Regions from separate parts of the Rattus norvegicus genome. Here region 1 is linked to region 2. Evidence: chromatin contacts called from public Hi-C data. All regions are on one chromosome and are shown on one strand. The core of a region is the stretch at or near the end of the contact, and the rest is flanking DNA. Distances in the headings are between cores, read along the strand shown.

Region 1 (5,127 bases), core at 1,091-3,590, 56 kb before region 2:
CGCTTGCCTGGACAGACCTGATGTCAGCTGAGAAGCCTCTGTAGTGCCATAGCCTCATGGAGTAGTGACTACAAGTTTCCTGACATTAAAAGCTCAGCATGCTTTTGGGGAGTTAAATACCAGAGGCTGCCTGAGGATGGGCTGGAAAACGGCAGCTGCGGCTGCTCACTCCCAGCCATTTTCCTTCCTAAATTGAAACATGATTTTCTTTGTTTTCTTTTGACAGAAATGTGGTTTCATCTTGAGGAGGAGGAGGAGGAGGAGGAGGAGGAGGAGGAGGAGGAGGAGGAAGAGGAGGAGGAAGCTACAGAATGCTGTACTTGTCTGAAGGGCAGACTTGGGAAGTGATGCTCAGAAGTAGTGTAGGAGATAAGGGTAGAAGGCGGGTCCAGAGACCTCCTGTGACCTGGTGAAAAGATGCTTGTGGCTGCACCCAGGGGGTTGGGACAAAGTCAGACCTGGGCCTCCCCAGCAGCCAGTGTGCCCTTCAGTGGCAGTTATGAGATTCCCTCCAATGACCCTACCTTAGCAATGCTGGGGATGACCAGGTAAGAAGACCCTCTTCACTTTGCAGTGCCAGGGGACCTGAACTTGAGGCTGTTCAGGCTGGGTGGCCTAGTTGCCCCCAGTCCTTGCCTTCATGGAAATCTAATTTAGACCTTCATGGGCCCGGGAATAGTGTTGTTGGTGGGGCAGATATGAGGGTCCTCAAGAGGGCACTGGGACACTGAGCCCCTACCTGTGTCCCATAGGACTCCGAATCAATTCAGTGCTAAGGCCAAGGAAGAGTCTATTAGAAGGCGCCCCATGGGGGTGCTACTCAGGGTTGGTATTTTAGAGTTTTATTGAAGTCAGTAGCTGTGGGGCTCACAGGGCCGTCCCCAGCTCTCAGATTGTTTAGGAATAGAGGATTTGGTCCCTGACCTTCCCTTGAGGATATTGCTGGTTCCCTTATGTCCAATGGCCAGGAGTGGCCTCTAGCTTAGAGCTTCTGGGTGATCTTCAGGGACATGGGGCAAGTGGATGTCCCCCCTTGCCAGGATCCGCAGGTGTTTGAAGGTGGTGGGCAGCCTGTGGCCCAGGAATGGAGGGCTGGTGACGTCACAGACCATGAGCACATACTCCCCTGTGAGGGACAGGCAGGGTGTCCTGAGGTGAGTGTGACCACCAGAGCCCAGGCTCACCCTCCCTTGGGTATCTCAGCCCCGTCATCTCTGAGGCTGGGTGCTTCATTAGCAAGCGTTTGGGCAAAGCAACCAGCTTCTCAGATCAGGCCTGGGAATGAAGGAGGCAGGTGTGGGGAGGGGACAGATGTACAGACAGCCCTCAGGGTCAAGCTACATCAAGCCACAGAGACCCCTGCTCCCAACTGCTAATTAGGCCACGTGGCTGAGTCTTTTTTTTGTAAATACTTGACTACATTGTTGTTGGAGAAAACACATTCGTTTTCTCTAAATCTTTAAGAAATAGCTGGGCCTCTCAAGGCTTGAAGTGTCTGGTGGGGTCCTGAGACCCTGGAGGGGGCTGGAGGGGTAGGGAGGGAAGGCCTGGGGGGAACTGGGGGAAGGAAGGCCTGTGGGGTCTGTGGGGAGGGAAGGCCTGTGGGGGGCTGGGAGGAGGGAAGGCTTGGGGGCCTGGGAGGAGGGAAGGCCTGGGAGTCTGGGGGGGGGAAGGCCTGTGGGGGGCTGTGGGGAGGGAAGGCCTGGGGGCTGGGAGGAGGGAAGGCCTGGGGGTCTGGGGGGAGAGAAAGCCTGGTGGGGGGGCAGAGGAGGAAAAGCACTTTTCCTTTCCACAGTCTGTAAACTGTCTGGAGAGCTTCAAAGTTGGAGAAACCATAAAAAAGAAAATAAGAAATAACAAAAAGGGAAGTTGCCATAGAAACAGCCCTCTCTCCCTCCCCTGAGCCCGCTGGGGCTGGCACCAGAGTGTGGAAAAAGCCCCTTGGCTGGCCCAGGCTCACACCAGGAATGTGGCAGCCGCTGAAACTGGGTTGAGGCAGGCTCCCACTACCAAGCGCACCAGAGCCCAGCCGAGTGACCCTCCATTCCCCGCTAAGCTAAGGGCTGTGCCTTCCTGGATGGGATGAGAGTGGGCCTGGGGGCTGGAGGAATTTGCTTGGCCTTCAGAATTTTCTTCGAAGAAACTGGTTCTAGGGGGCCCATGAACTGGGACTGGGGTACTTGGGGCAGGGGACACATTGTATCAGTAAAGCACCGGCAACACGCCAGCCTCTCTGGCAGCTGGAGGGAAGCCCTGCATAGCGACGCAGCCACAGTGTTCCCAAGCAGCCCATCTCTAGGCGTTCCCAGGAACATGCAGCTGCACCAGGCTGGGCCAAGGGTGCTGGCCTGGGGAGCCAGTGTGAGCTCACGGCCATGGCCGAGGAACCAGGCCACAGGCCTGATCTGACCCTGTTGCTGGGGCCTGTCCCCCATCAGATGCTCTGGCTGGTGGCTTGCACTGGAGGCCCGGACACCACATTGTTCAGTCCTGGTCCCTAATCCTGTCCCCCAGGCCAGCTCTCAGCTGAGGGATTTGGCTGTCACCTGGCTTTACCCTGTGTGGCAGCTTCAGTCCTGGAACTGAAAGATTCTTCTCACTGTCCAGAGGTGACAGGGACTTTGCCCAGGGCCAATCTAAAGACTCAGCAGTAGGTATGGGTGGGAATGTTGCATCCCACCCTGTCCCCCTGTTCCAGGCTCTTTCTAGTAGAGCCCACCAGCAGAGCAGCAGGCCCAGGCTCACCCTGACCTCGAGGCCCTGACAGAGCTGTGAATGGCTGGTTTCTGCTTCCCATGACCCTATGTGAGATGGGTCTCGCAGGCCTCTCACCAGGATTCTGGAGGTGCTGGAGCAAAGCTGAATTTTGGGGGGCTAGGCAGACAAGTGTCTACCCTTTGTTTAACCTGTATCAGCTGCCCGGGCCTGGGCCCTTCTAGAGTCTGGAGAAGTCATTTCTGTTCTGAGCTCTGATGAGGTCAAAGCCTTGGCCTCCCTGGCTCTCTGGGACTGGGGCCTCTCTAGCTTGGTGGGGAGGACCCAGGCTTGGCTATTTCCCCGAGACAGGATAACTTCACAATAGGGGCCTAAGCCCAAAGGCCGCCCACCTAGGCCCAGCTTAGGCACTGCCCAGTTCCTAGGAGTACAGCAGCTCTGAAAAACGCCCTGGATCAAGGATCCTGTCCCCAAACTTTGGGCTCTGCTGGCTGAGACCTGAGAGCCCACAGATTGCTCTTACTGTCCACAGGAGGGTCAGGTATACCAGTATGCAGGGATGCTAGTTGGGGCACATGAGGGTCTGAGGATCAGAGACTCATGGCCACGTTGTGTTTCCCGCACCCTTCAGGTTCAGCTGCTGATGCCCTCTACCCATAACCTCTACAGCTGTTCGATGTTCCCCCTACCCATAACCCACACACCTCCTTCTACCTCTGGGATGCTTGAGCACATGCCTTGCCTGGACCACCGTCGCCACCCACAGGCCCATCCCCCAGGACAGTTTGCCTCTGCCTTTGTAACCACAGTGACGGGGTCCTTCACATCTAAATACCCACCTAGATATGCAGCTGTCGATGGCTCTGCTGTGGTCCCATCAGACCTGTGGGGAGCAACGGAGGGACCTGAGTACTCTGGCAATCCTCTTTGGGTATTGATTCCACCCAAACTGAGGCCAACGGTTCTGGTGCAAATGCTGGGACCCAGGGTGGCAGAGACTGTAGTGTCTACACGTGTGTGTGTGTGTGTGTGTGTGTGTGTGTGTGTGTGTGTGTGACCTTCTCTGTGTCTCCTCTTGGAGAGCTCTGTACAAGCAGCCCATTCCTTGTTCCCTGCCCTCTAGGCCCCATCTCTGGGCCTCACAATCTCGGAGTTGCTGGGCAGGTGTGTAACGACCACCCTGTGATTCTGGCTAGTCTTGCTCCCTCAGAACCCAGGTATGGCTTCTGGGATGCTAGGGTCTCTCACACACAGACTAGGGTGATTGAGAGAGGAGCTGGGAGCTGGTCTGACAACATATCTGAGGTCTAGACCTGCTTGGAGGTTGCTGAGGAGTAAATTATCTTTCAGAAAGAAGTGACTCAATGGGCAGGGGAGACGGCTCAGTCAGTAAAGCTGTTGTTTTGTGAGCAAGAGGACCCGAGTTCAATCCCCATGTAAAAATGCCAGACACAGTTGTGTGTGTCTGTAACTCCAGCACTGAGGAGGAAGAGACAAGAGCACCTCTGGAGCTTCCGGGCCAACCAGTCTGGCCTAATTGCTGAGCTCCAGGCCAATGAGAAACCTCGTCTCAGGGGAAGTGGGTAATGTTCCTGGGGACAGCATCCAAGGAGGTCCTTTGATTCACACACACTTGCGCACACACGCACGCGCACATACACACACACACACAAGACGTGACTTGAGGATGAGGCACCCATGTGAGCCTTCCAATGAGTGTCGCCTGGGAGGAGTAGAGGGACCGATGAAGATGGACTGAGGAGAAAGGCCTGACTCTGGAACTCCTATCCAGACGCTCTCCTTTGGCTCCTGTGTCTGAAAGATGGACCCTCATTGCTGCCCACAGGATCCACGAGAACCCCGAGGGATTCCCAAGGTAGGTGCAAACCCTGTCTGACACATTCTTCAGACTGAAGCCGGAGCCCCACACACCCTTGGGCTTTGAAAACAGCCAATGAGGGCTGGTCCAGCTTTGGAGACACACCCTGAAGAAGGACCAGCTGCCCGGGGTTGGGTCATCTGAGGAGGACCTGGCAAGGCCCCGCTGAATGTGGCCAGTACACGTGGCAATATGGGGCCCTCTGGCACATCCTGGGTTTAGGTCTCTGAATCAAGTTTGTAGAGCCTCTCCTGTTTCCTGACTGGGAGGGGAGTGGGGTTGGGGGTGGGGGATGAGGGTGCTGGCTCCGTGTAGACACCTGGCCCCAGTCCCAGATGGTCGGGCTGAGCTGCGTGCTGAACTATGGATCCCTACGGACAGGGAGGAGCCTCAAAACTACAGCCGTTGGGCCTCCTCCCTGACCCTGGCCCTCCATCTGGGACAGCTGATTTCCTGTCACTAGAGGCTCAAGGTGGCCTCCAGCCAGTGCAGAGCTAGGGACAGTGCAAAGGGCCCCTGTCCAGGTGGGGCTT
Region 2 (4,860 bases), core at 382-2,881:
TTCTTTCTCTCTCCCTTCCTTCCTTCCTTCCTTCTTTTTGGTTTTCTGAGACAAGATTTCTGTATGTGGTTCTGGCTGTCTTGAAATTCATGGTAAGGCTGCAGTAAGGCTGGCCTTGAACTTGAGATCTACCAGCCTCTGCCTCCCAAGTGGGAAAATACAGCAGACCCTCCGTGCTTCTAAGAGAGTCAACAGGAGGCAGACTGCTGAGAACGCAGCTGCCTTTCCCCAGGAATCAACAGATCCAATGTCTTACAGCAAAATCTCCATCTCTTCTGGCCGTTGTCTGGTGGTTTTCTATAAACTGCAATGCTCACAGGCATGATGCACAGAGCAGGGTTCTTTCTTTCTCAAGTTTTACCATTTTTTGCTTTTGTTTTTTGTTTTTTTGTTTGGAACACAGAGACACTAACTCTGAGGATTAGAGCCCTGGGTGTCCAATAACAAGCAGACAGTACGCCATGATGGTGTTTGTGTGTGTCACTCTGGGACCACCGCACCACTCTTTCCTTTCCACCCATAGTTCTACCACCCACCAGCATGTGATGAGCTCCAAGCCTACAAGTCTTCCATTGGTTCCGCCATAACTGGGGCCAAGTGGTACCAGTGTGCAGGCACAGTACTGGGCTATGTTTGGTACAAGACTAACTGCCTCCCACACTGCTCAGGAATCTGTCTCTGGTATGGGCTCTAGAATGACCAGAGGCCTCTTACCATGTTTCTTGCCTCCCTTCCATTCTCCTTCATAGCGGAAGAAAGAATTTGGGTATACATATACGCCATAGCCTGTGTACAGAAAAGAAGGTGAACATCATGATGTTTTGACATCAGTAGACACAGAGATGAGGCATTTCAGGGTCTGGAGTAGTCTTCAGGTCACTTCTCATCAATCTTTTTAACGTGACAGGATGCTTCACCTTGGTTAATCGATCAAGATGTATGCTCCCTCTCCTTCCCTTCGGTTTTGCTACATGGATAAGTAGCGAGGAAAAGTCAGGCTTGGCCAGAAGAGGGCTAGGACCAAAGCTGATTGTAGGCTTTTAAGGGGAAGGATTCAAATGGAGGTGGTGAGGCCACAGAAGCAGTGAACAAGCTCACTTAGGATACAGCGAAGAGCCTACCCTGCCAAGACCTTCACCATCCTCCTGTCCCCACGGGACAAAAATCCACATTTACTCCTAAGAACTCCTAGCTAGCCTCATCTTTTATCATGTAGCTCTGAGACATCACACCCAACACCCATCTCTGTTCCTCATAAGCAACCCCACTGCTTCCTTGCCAGCAAGTCTCAGCCTGGAACGGGAAGACAGTGGCACTGCCGTGGACTCTGGCCTCATATCGACCTGTTTCTCCGGTTTTAGGACAATTTTCTATCAGACTGCATTGGGCGGGCCCGCAATCCCAGTTCTTGTGTGCTCACCCAGGCCAGTCTGACCTCGACTCTATCGGCCCCCCTGACACAGGGCCGCCTGGCCGTGAGACTGCAACCTGGACCACGCCTGTGGAGAACGCGAACGCAACCGAGCTCCAGCGGGGATACGCAGCCCGTACCGTTTCGCGGTCGCAGTCTCGGCGAGTGCCGGAGAGGTTGGAGCGAAGCCGGGTTCTGATCCTCAGCTGCCGCCATCTTGCCGCCAAAGTTTCCCTGGCAACCACAAAGCTGCCTGCCATTGGCCTCCGGTTGCTATGGGGCGTGGCCAGGTGACCATAATATTCAAAGCAAACGCGTCGTTTCCGGAGCCTGAGGACGGCAATGCGCCTGTGCAGTACGGCGCATTTCCGCCAACTCCATTCTTCCGCCGGGAAGCACTCCCGCCAACGGCCTCGGCGTCCATACCGGAAGCGGAAATGGTTGGAGCTTGGGCCCCGCCCCGCGGCCATCTTGGCGGCTGGAGGCGGCGCCGCGGGACGGAACGGAAGTGCCTGTGCAGCTTCCCGGATCCGGAGCCGAGCTCTGGCGGCCGCCCTGCCCGCCATCCTCCTTCCGCAGCCGTGAGGGAGACCGCGGCTCGGCTGCACCGGAGCTGCGAGGTGCTGGGGGTGGGCTGGTGGTGCGGACCTGGCCGGGCGGCACACCGCCGCCTTCCTCTGTACTGTCAAGGCCATGGGCGGGCGGGCAGGCGGGCGGGGCCAGGCAGCGCCTTTGATACTGGCGAGGGGTTGCCAGGGGCCGGCCGATATCCGAGAGGGGTACGCGAGGGGAATGCTAAACGCTGCCCCATCCGGCCGCGGCTCGCTCCCCCCAAACCCCCCGGGTCCTGGCTTCGGAAGAAGGTGGCCTGTTGTCGTCCTCACAGATCCGGGCGGCATGTGTTAGGTGTCCTACTGCTACCCCACTACCGTGTTCGGTTTCGGGGCACACGTGTAGGAATTAAGCCAGAGTGCGAAGACGTTACTGAATGGATTGAAGGGTTGCTGGTTAAATGGGTCTAGATTATACGGTGACAGTAAGGCAGTAAAATCCCCAGCCCTCTAGGCTGTACCTCCAGCCCCGTGCAGATACATTGTCTTCCTTAGCAGGGTTTCGGTGCAAGAGGGCTACCTACCTTCACATTGAGAACACCCGAGTGGCTTTTCTTTCCTGACTCTTAATAATAGATACTACCCAGGTGGTGGTGGTGCACGCCTTTACGTGAGGCAAAGGCTGTGAGTTTGAGGCCAGCCCGGTCTACAGAGCAAGTTCCAGGACAGCCCGGTCTACATGGAGGAACCCTGTCTGGGGGGGAAAAAAAAGGACTAGAGACTAGTTATATGTCTTGCAACTTTTTTTTTTTTGATGTGAGTTTTTTTTTAAACTCACAATATGTGGAAATCCCTCATAAGTGCTCAAAAGAGCATCAGGAAACCCATACTCTGTGCCTTAGATCCAGGTTGTGTGTTGGGGAACTGGTTGCAGTGGAGGTAGGATGTAAAGAAAGAACTGGGGAAAATCTGAGTTGATCATCCCCACTCCACCCACCCCCTAAAGGTGGGAGGGGCCAGAGAGGGAAGGACTCAGAGGGACAGGGTCTGGAAGGGTTGGCAGAAAGGGAACAACTCTTGAAGCATGCACATGCCATTCCTTGACCAGGAGGCAGTGACGGGCACCCTTACCCCCACCTCATATGCTGTGCAGAGAGCTTTCTCCTCTCTTCTGTATTCCTAATTTAGGAGTGATGGATTGCAGAAACTAACCAAATGATGGACTCCAGAACAAGGCATGGGGCACAAGCTCTGTGTGTAGTACTTGTGTCCCCCTTAGAACAGTTTTTCTCTTGCTTTTTTTGTGACGGAACATAGAGCAATTTCAGTAGGTATGTGGCAAGCACTGTAGGTGTGAGGCCCACCCTAAAACCAGACAAGGTCCCTCAAGAAGGAGCTTGCATTCTTGTGAGAGGGAATTGAGAGATTACTAGAAAGGGATTGGAAAACAGTTGTTACAGGAAGTAGAAACAGCAGTGATGTGACGTGGAATTGGTGGTCATTGTGGACAGCATGAAGGGCCTCTTTGACCTTTAGTCTGAGTGGAGAGAAGAGAATTGCAGTTGGAACAGCTGGTATGAGGGCTGCCCTAATCCAGGAACGAGTCTGAGACATTCAGGACTGGCACTTGTTCTACCACAGGCTGCCACTAGGTCTTCATAAGAGCCCTTTGAGGAAGGCAGTGAGGCGCTCATCCCATATTCCAGGTCCAAGCCCAAGGCTGTCCCAGATCACACTGCTCGGAAGTGCAGTGCTGGGATTTGAAGCAGGCAGTGGGACTCCAAAGTTCACATTCTTAATCTCACTGTGCTGCCTCTCAGGTTGTTATTGGCAAGGAGTTTAATCAAGATGTAGAGCAGTGTTGTCTGATAACCAGAACTCGACTAATAGGTTTGTCTGATAATCAGAACTCGACTAATATGTTTTTGGTAGGTTTTCTACACATCATCTGAACCAGAGTTTTAAACAGTTAGCTCAGCTTAGCATACATTCTTTAAAGGAGTAGCTCTGTCTTTTTTCTTTAAAATGGCCTCCCTGTGTAGATAGGTTGGTCTGGAACTCACTATATAGACAGACTGACCTCAACTCTCTGCCTCTGCCTCTGCCTCCTAAACTGGATTTAAAGGTGCGTGCTACCAGGCCTAGTATTTTCTTTTTAATATTATGTCTCAGTTTAAGCAAAAGTGTTTTAGTGGTAAACACTGTAAAGTAAGGGAGCATTTTCATATACCATAGGGTATTGAATGTGACTAACATAGCTTTCTATAAGCGGGGCTTTGGCCGAAGTGGAATGGCCATTCTAGGTAGTACATTGTAATGTGGTCTCTATTTAAATGTGGAATCCCCCAGAAAGGGAGAGCCACATCTAGGTTCTTCAGTTAAATGTGTGCATTTAGTTTATGCACACACCTGAGAACAAAGGGTGTTCCCAGTCTCTTGGGCAGCTCTGAGCACCATACTCAGTGGGTCCAGGAAGTGGCAGCCCACTCACAACTCTTACTGCAGTCTTGACACACTGATCTCTGGGGCTGCTGAGAAGGCTGTCACACATTACCTGTTTGCCGTTGAAGTCACGCTATGTGGCCACTGACATCTGGTTCCGAAGGACTCCCTGAGGTTGACACGGGGTAGGCTGCAGATGTTGGACTTCTCGTCCTGCCACCCCACTGTAGCACTTGTGAGCCTGGTTTCTCATCCACTTTGGGAGCATTGAGACCAAGCTCAGGACTGTAGATTGAAGTCTGCCTGTATGTCCAGTCTTTAGAAGAGCATCATTTTGCACATGGTGAACCTGAGGGTGACTGTAGATAGAGAGGGTGTTGAAGGCCTCTCAGCTGTTGAGCACAGGTAGATTTAAGTCATACTGAACTATAGTTTGTTTCCCCTTTTCACCTCATG

Evidence for each region. Hi-C and Micro-C count contacts between places; a contact is called where the count stands out from the background.
Region 1: a contact with region 2 is called in a Hi-C map of psoas muscle, with 2.0 times the contacts expected there. The contact joins the enhancer-like site here to the promoter of Morn1 in region 2. A contact is called at or near these places in 6 of 12 Hi-C or Micro-C datasets (the A7r5 cell line, the Rat2 cell line, frontal cortex and 3 more).

The regions. Positions count from the first base shown.
Region 1 is chr5:170,982,919-170,988,045 of GRCr8, reverse strand. Morn1 (MORN repeat containing 1) reads right to left here. Exons shown (of 14, transcript NM_001005544.1): 13 at 3,555-3,598; 14 at 827-1,126. The coding sequence ends at 978. Among named protein-coding and RNA genes, the nearest start is that of Morn1, 56 kb to the right of the region's middle. Within about 2 kb of position 2,340, at least 31 of the 93 cell types and tissues checked have an H3K27ac peak or open chromatin away from gene starts, as enhancers often do.
Region 2 is chr5:170,926,104-170,930,963 of GRCr8, reverse strand. Morn1 (MORN repeat containing 1) reads right to left here and starts at 1,631. Exons shown (of 14, transcript NM_001005544.1): 1 at 1,552-1,631; 2 at 715-786. The coding sequence starts at 1,627. It overlaps Rer1 (retention in endoplasmic reticulum sorting receptor 1), which reads left to right and starts at 1,984. Exons shown (of 7, transcript NM_001039012.1): 1 at 1,984-2,031.